Regions from separate parts of the Rattus norvegicus genome. Here region 1 is linked to region 2. A link is a contact called in public Hi-C data. All regions are on one chromosome and are shown on one strand. Each heading gives the region's core, a stretch centred on a gene start, on an enhancer-like site or on the middle of the called end of the contact. The rest is flanking DNA. Distances are from core to core; before and after follow the strand shown. Region 1 holds the start of Npy1r (neuropeptide Y receptor Y1). Region 2 holds the start of Naf1 (nuclear assembly factor 1 ribonucleoprotein).

Region 1 (2,704 bases), core at 37-2,536, 180 kb after region 2:
GAAATTGGGCTTTCTGCAGTAGTTCTCTGGTGTGCAAATCACAGAGCACTCCAATTGAAAGAACAGTGGAAGTAGGAGACACACCTCATCTCCACTTCTTCTCCGCGGCCCCTCCCCTCCCCTCCCCTCTCCTGGGTTTTCATGCTCTCTGTCCTAGAGTCTAGGAGTTACCAGAGGGAGCCGGGATAGTCTCAATCAGAACTGTTTCACCACCCTTTTCTGTATTGTATAACTATGTGACTATGTGAATCTCTTTGACTACCCCCATTCCTAATCCCCCCTACACACACACACACACACACACACACACACACACACATACACGGAGATAGGAAGGAGGAGAGGAGCGGGAAAGACTTGCTAATCTATCAGGGCGCCTCTAATAAGCGACCAACAGCAGAAATGAAAGAGCCCAAATGAACAAGGAAGGCGCGAATCGGAGGTCAGTCCGTCTCTCTCGGAAGCCCAATAAGGGTCCTTCCAACATTACCATCTATTTGCAATCTACCTGGGGAACAGCAGAATATCCTACGAACCATTAAAACCACCCTCATTCTCCCTCCCCCGCTTCTAGTTCATTCGTAACCTGCTAACCCAGCACAACTGCCTTTTTAAAAAGGGCTGAGGAGTTGGGTGGTTAAAACTATGAAACAAAAAGACAGGGCTCAAGTCTTGGAAGGTGTACTACACAGCCTGAAAGGGGCAGGTACAGGGGCTCTCCCATCCTGGGCTCTGCGTCCCGGGGCACCCCACATTTTCTCTCGTGGTGGGAAGCAGGACAAATTCATCGGGATCCAGGAGCAAGCGGGCGCCCCCACCCCTGCCCAGTGCATCTCATCAGGTTATCCAAGAAAACTCCTGGATCTCCATCTGGGCAGAGGCTCCAGCCTGCTCCAGAAAAATGAGGAAGACTATCTTGGTGCAGGAAAGACCAAGGGGGGCACCTCCCCTGCTTTCTGAGAGAGTAGGAGGAGAGGAAAACTTATTTCCTTTTGGAACCCCAAAGCGCAGGACGCCGGGATGCGCGAACTCTGCGAGAGGTACGCTCTCCCTTTGAGGTCTCAGATCCATAATGTCCCAGTCCTGTCCCACATCTAGAATATCCTACCACCTGCTTCCACTGGGAGTCAAAGCAAAAAGCTCACTCCACGCCCGCTGCGTTCCCACAACCGGATCAGACACCCGCATCTTTCTTCTCATACCTCATCCCATCAATAAGAGATTTCTCAAAAGTCCCTTAAAAACACTAACTTGCAACTTACCTTTTAAAGAATCCGTCTGTTCGCCTGTGTTGAAGCGGGACGAGTGTCACTGGAGGGAAGAAAGATCTGTTGGTATTTCTCCTGCTCAAACCCTAAAGATTGAGGAAGATAGAAGAGACGCCCCCTTAAAGCCGAACTCCACCTCATCCAGGATCATGTGACGGCACCCCACGAGGATCACCCAAGGTTTCCCCCACAACCTCCTCCCAACACCTCGGATGCACACCTCGGATGTGCGTTGCCTAGGAATTCTGGAAAGAAAAGCAGATAAACGTAAGCCACACTGTCAGACCCGAACGCACAGAGCTCTCACCCCACTAGTCCTTGACTCAGGGAAGGCGCATTTACAAGCCTGTTTTAAAAGTCAATGCCACCGCTATTTCCTTTGTCTGCAGGTCAGTGCCATCTTGTGGCGAAGTCCTTTTCCTCCGAGAGTCCGAGCTTTAAGCCCTAGTCAAGAATGAAGGGGAGAGCTTATTTACGGGAAGGGGGATGGATGCACTTCACCGCAAAGCCTCCGCTAATGGGTTTGCCGCTGCTCTTGTGACGCTCAACTATTCCGCACGCCAGTACCGAGAAGTTACTTCCCCCAGTCTAAGAGAACAAAAAGAAGTCCTTTAAAAAGCCAAAGTAGCGATCTCCGTTGAGAGCCTTTGAGCCTTTTTCCTCCTCACTAAGAAAATGCATTTGAGTCAGATTTGTTCTCAGTGACTAGTTCATTTTTCAGGGGAGCAGGGAACCGGGCCGGGCACGATGATCCCAGCATCTCCCTGATGGTCAGAAAGAGTCAATGCAATTTCCCGGGTGATTTATCTGCTACAGTATGGAACATCGTGGGTGTGCTCAAAAGACATGGTCCTTGTAAACCTTGTTCTTGGTATTTGATGGTTCGGGCTAATTATTGACACACTGATTTTCATAATTCACTTGGTTTTATTTCACTTGTAAAGTCAAGGCTGAATATTGCACACACAAGAACACACACACATGCATACACAAATTATCTAGGAACTACAACTTATTTTAATTCAAACTGTTAAGAAGTACACAATCTACAGATGTTGCCTAGGATGTACACATTTTCATTACAAAACAAAGATTACTTGCTTTTAAAATAAAAGCCAATGAAATCCCATGACAGAAAATCACATGAAACTTACACTATTAAGAAAAAAAAATTTTCCCCCTGAGGGTTTGCTTGAATAAGGATTACTTATCAATACAAGTTTGATTGGATTCTCACACAGAGATGTAGGTGACGTCTGGGACATTTTCAAAAGCTAATATACGTTTAGCTGGGCACATTCACATTGTTCTATGGATGGAAGAGGGTTATGATCAGATTTAAAATGTACAGTGCTTGTAGGGCAGCAGATATGCGTTATGTGAAAACCCTCTAATGGTTTAAAAGTAAAAGTGAAACGTCACACAACTGAGCACAC
Region 2 (2,927 bases), core at 185-2,684:
CACAAGGGTCAGAAGTCAGTTCCCAACACTATTCAGTCATGCCACTGCACCATATCCCATGATTCCCTTCCAACCCTGGCTCCTGGTCTACCTCCTGCATCCCTTGCCGAGCAGTGTAGGCTCGGATGGCAAGATGACTACCATCTTAGAACTGCCAAGAAAACAAGCTGTTCATAATTGGCTTGGCTCTCTCCATCAATCTCTTCACACTTCTCTGTTAGAAACCATTTTCCCTTTCCTCTCTTTGTGGTTTTCTAAAAGTGCCCCGACTCCTGAAACGCCCCTCACCCCATGCTTATTCAAACATTTGTAGTTTGATAACCTTCTATATACTGGATCTTCTTCCACAAAGAACGCAGACAGGAAATGTCTGTGTAAAGCTCAGCGCCCAAAATACCAAAAAACTGATTGGCAAGTTTCATAAAATCCTGCTCCCTATAAAGATTCTGATTAATATCAACTGTCAAGCAACTTTAAGAGAAAGGTGGTGGGTGGCTTTACAACTCTGCACTTGTAGGGTGGAGACAAGAAGACCAGGAGTTCGACGTCAGCCCCTCCAGCTATAGACCAGTCTGGGTTACACCAGAAAAAAAAAAAAAAAAAAAAAAAAGAGCGAAGAATGAACTTTGAAACGTAAGTAATCCTTTTCTGATCCGCAACTCTTAAGGTTTGAAAAAAGTAGTCGATGAAAAAAGTAACAATTCTGAAGTACCACAAAATTCAGAAGTTCTAACCCAAAAGTACATGTTAAACTGAGTTCCTATGATAATAACATAGCAAAGTAACTTTACAAATAGTTTACGAATGTCGGGGTTTTTTACACTGTAAGCAGGTTGCTACCTTCCCTTGTAACTCGGCGAACTATCAAGTTTGGAAAGTAAGTGGGAACTCCTAGAAGTGAGCTGAGACTGGAAAAACAATGCGGCGACACCGGGTACCAGTCCGAGAGCACGTGCGCAGAGCATCAGCTGCGCCGCCTGGCACGGCGCGTGCACCCACTACTACCTAGGCCCCGAGTCGCCCGGCCTCGGCAGCCCCGGGGTTCGCCTGCACTCGACCTGTCCGAATCCGAGTCCGATGAGTCCGAGTCCTGCAGCTCTGGCAGCGGCTCCGCGGCGTCCGGTGCGGTGGCGCAGGGCCCGCTCGGCGGCGGTGGGTTTTCACCAGCATCCGAGCTCGGGGCTGGCGGCGGCTGCTCCCCTGCCGGCGGGGCCTGCTCCGCCTGCTCGGCGTCCGGGCGCTCCTCAGGTGGCGGCGATGCTGCGGATCCCGGGCCGGAGCCGCCGAACTTGAGCGTCTGCAGCTGCGCGGCAGCCTCCACCACCTCCATGGCGCCGCACGGGCCTAAGACGAGCTCGAGGTTCTCCTAAGAAGACGCGCACGCCTTCACGCCGCACTAAAACTCGCGCGTCTCTCAGGTAACCGCACGGCGTCATTCACGGGACTTCCGGGAAGGCGGGTGACGTCACGGACGAGACGTAGGCTCCCAGGGACTGGAGGATTTGAAGTACAGAGGAAACTTGGCTTCCGCGCGGTCCCAAGTCCGTCGTGTTCACTGCTTCTGAGGAGCTGTACCTCTCACTAAAGCTAGGGTTTCCAGGCATGATGGGAAAGAAAGGAGGATTATGGTATTAGTTTCTGTACATGAGAATCCTGAGTCAGGACGTCTTGAAAAGATACTTTGAGTAACTTCTCTTGAAAGTTAAATGAGGGGGCTGGGGATTTAGCTCAGTGGTAGAGCGCTTACCTAGGAAGTGCAAGGCCCTGGGTTCGGTCCCCAGCTCCGAAAAAAAGAACCAAAAAAAAAAAAAAAAAAAAAAAGAAAGTTAAATGAGGATAAAAAGCATTTACATTCTCACCGTAAAAGAAACATAAAAACTATTTTTTCTTTTCCAGTATATGGAAAACAGGTAAAAGGATTTTACTGATGACGTTTTGGCAATGCTATATCCTATGCAGCTTCATAGGAAGGACTCTAAAATGTAGCATGTCCTTTAGTCAGATCTAAGGCACTCAAGCCCCAAGTTCTTAAGACTTGCGAGAGAAGCCAGGTATTGGTACAGACCTTTAATCCCAGCATTCAGAAGGGAGAGAGAGAGAGAGAGAGAGAGAGAGAGAGAGAGAGAGAGAGAGAGAGAGAGTTAGAAAAAGATCAGAATTTTCTGATTTTTCTGGGTCTTCCGTTCGATGCCTCAATACCTCACCTAATAATATTGCAACAATTTAGTGCACGTTCATGAAGGACTATGGAAATTTTTTTGTGTTCTTTACTCACAATTTATTGTAGGAGCTCCACAGAAGACTCTCAAAGTAAAGGAAGAGGTAATCCAGGCATTGTTCCACATTAAAACGTTTACAGTCGAGTGTGAGTTTTAGAAGCAGAGAGGTGAAATATAGAAGAGAAGATTCCAGAGCACAGCAATGGCACGTTAAGATCGGTGGGCTGTATCCTGGAGAGCCTTCTAGATGAAGTAGGAAGTCAAGACGGCAGGCACTAACACAACGATTAGGCAGTATTTCCCAAGTAAATGCACGTGTCCTAAACCCCAATTCTATCATTTTTCCTGAAGTATGCCACCTGCTGTAACTAAATCTTAATTTTCTTATCTGTCAAATACTATCTCATCTAGTTTATAGAACATTAAATAAGGTTTTGTGGAGAAGCAAGACTTGCCTAACGTGCTTTCAGTGTACAGAAATCCCTGTCAAGTGAACTGAAGCTGGGGTTTATGAATGGTATGCATCATTGATACTGACCAATAGTGCAGAGACACCCAGCTGAATGCTACAAGACACAACATTTTATTCAGAATAATGCTATAGGCGCAAAATGATATGGGCTTTTTTTTTTTCAAGAACTAGATGATGGCAATCTGAACTAGGGGTTAAGTCAATGAGGTAATAAATGACAATTCAAAATCTTAAGA

Evidence for each region. Hi-C and Micro-C count contacts between places; a contact is called where the count stands out from the background.
Region 1: a Hi-C map of Schwann cells shows a contact between it and region 2, with 4 times the contacts expected there. The contact joins the promoter of Npy1r here to the promoter of Naf1 in region 2. A contact is called at or near these places in 3 of 12 Hi-C or Micro-C datasets (the A7r5 cell line, Schwann cells and frontal cortex).

The regions. Positions count from the first base shown.
Region 1 is chr16:27,812,101-27,814,804 of GRCr8, forward strand. It overlaps Npy1r (neuropeptide Y receptor Y1), which reads right to left and starts at 1,287. Exons shown (of 3, transcript NM_001113357.1): 1 at 1,263-1,287.
Region 2 is chr16:27,633,529-27,636,455 of GRCr8, forward strand. Naf1 (nuclear assembly factor 1 ribonucleoprotein) reads right to left here and starts at 1,435. Exons shown (of 8, transcript NM_001024772.2): 1 at 1,059-1,435. The coding sequence starts at 1,330. LOC134482367 (a long non-coding RNA gene) reads left to right here and starts at 1,283. Exons shown (of 4, transcript XR_010058372.1): 1 at 1,283-1,418.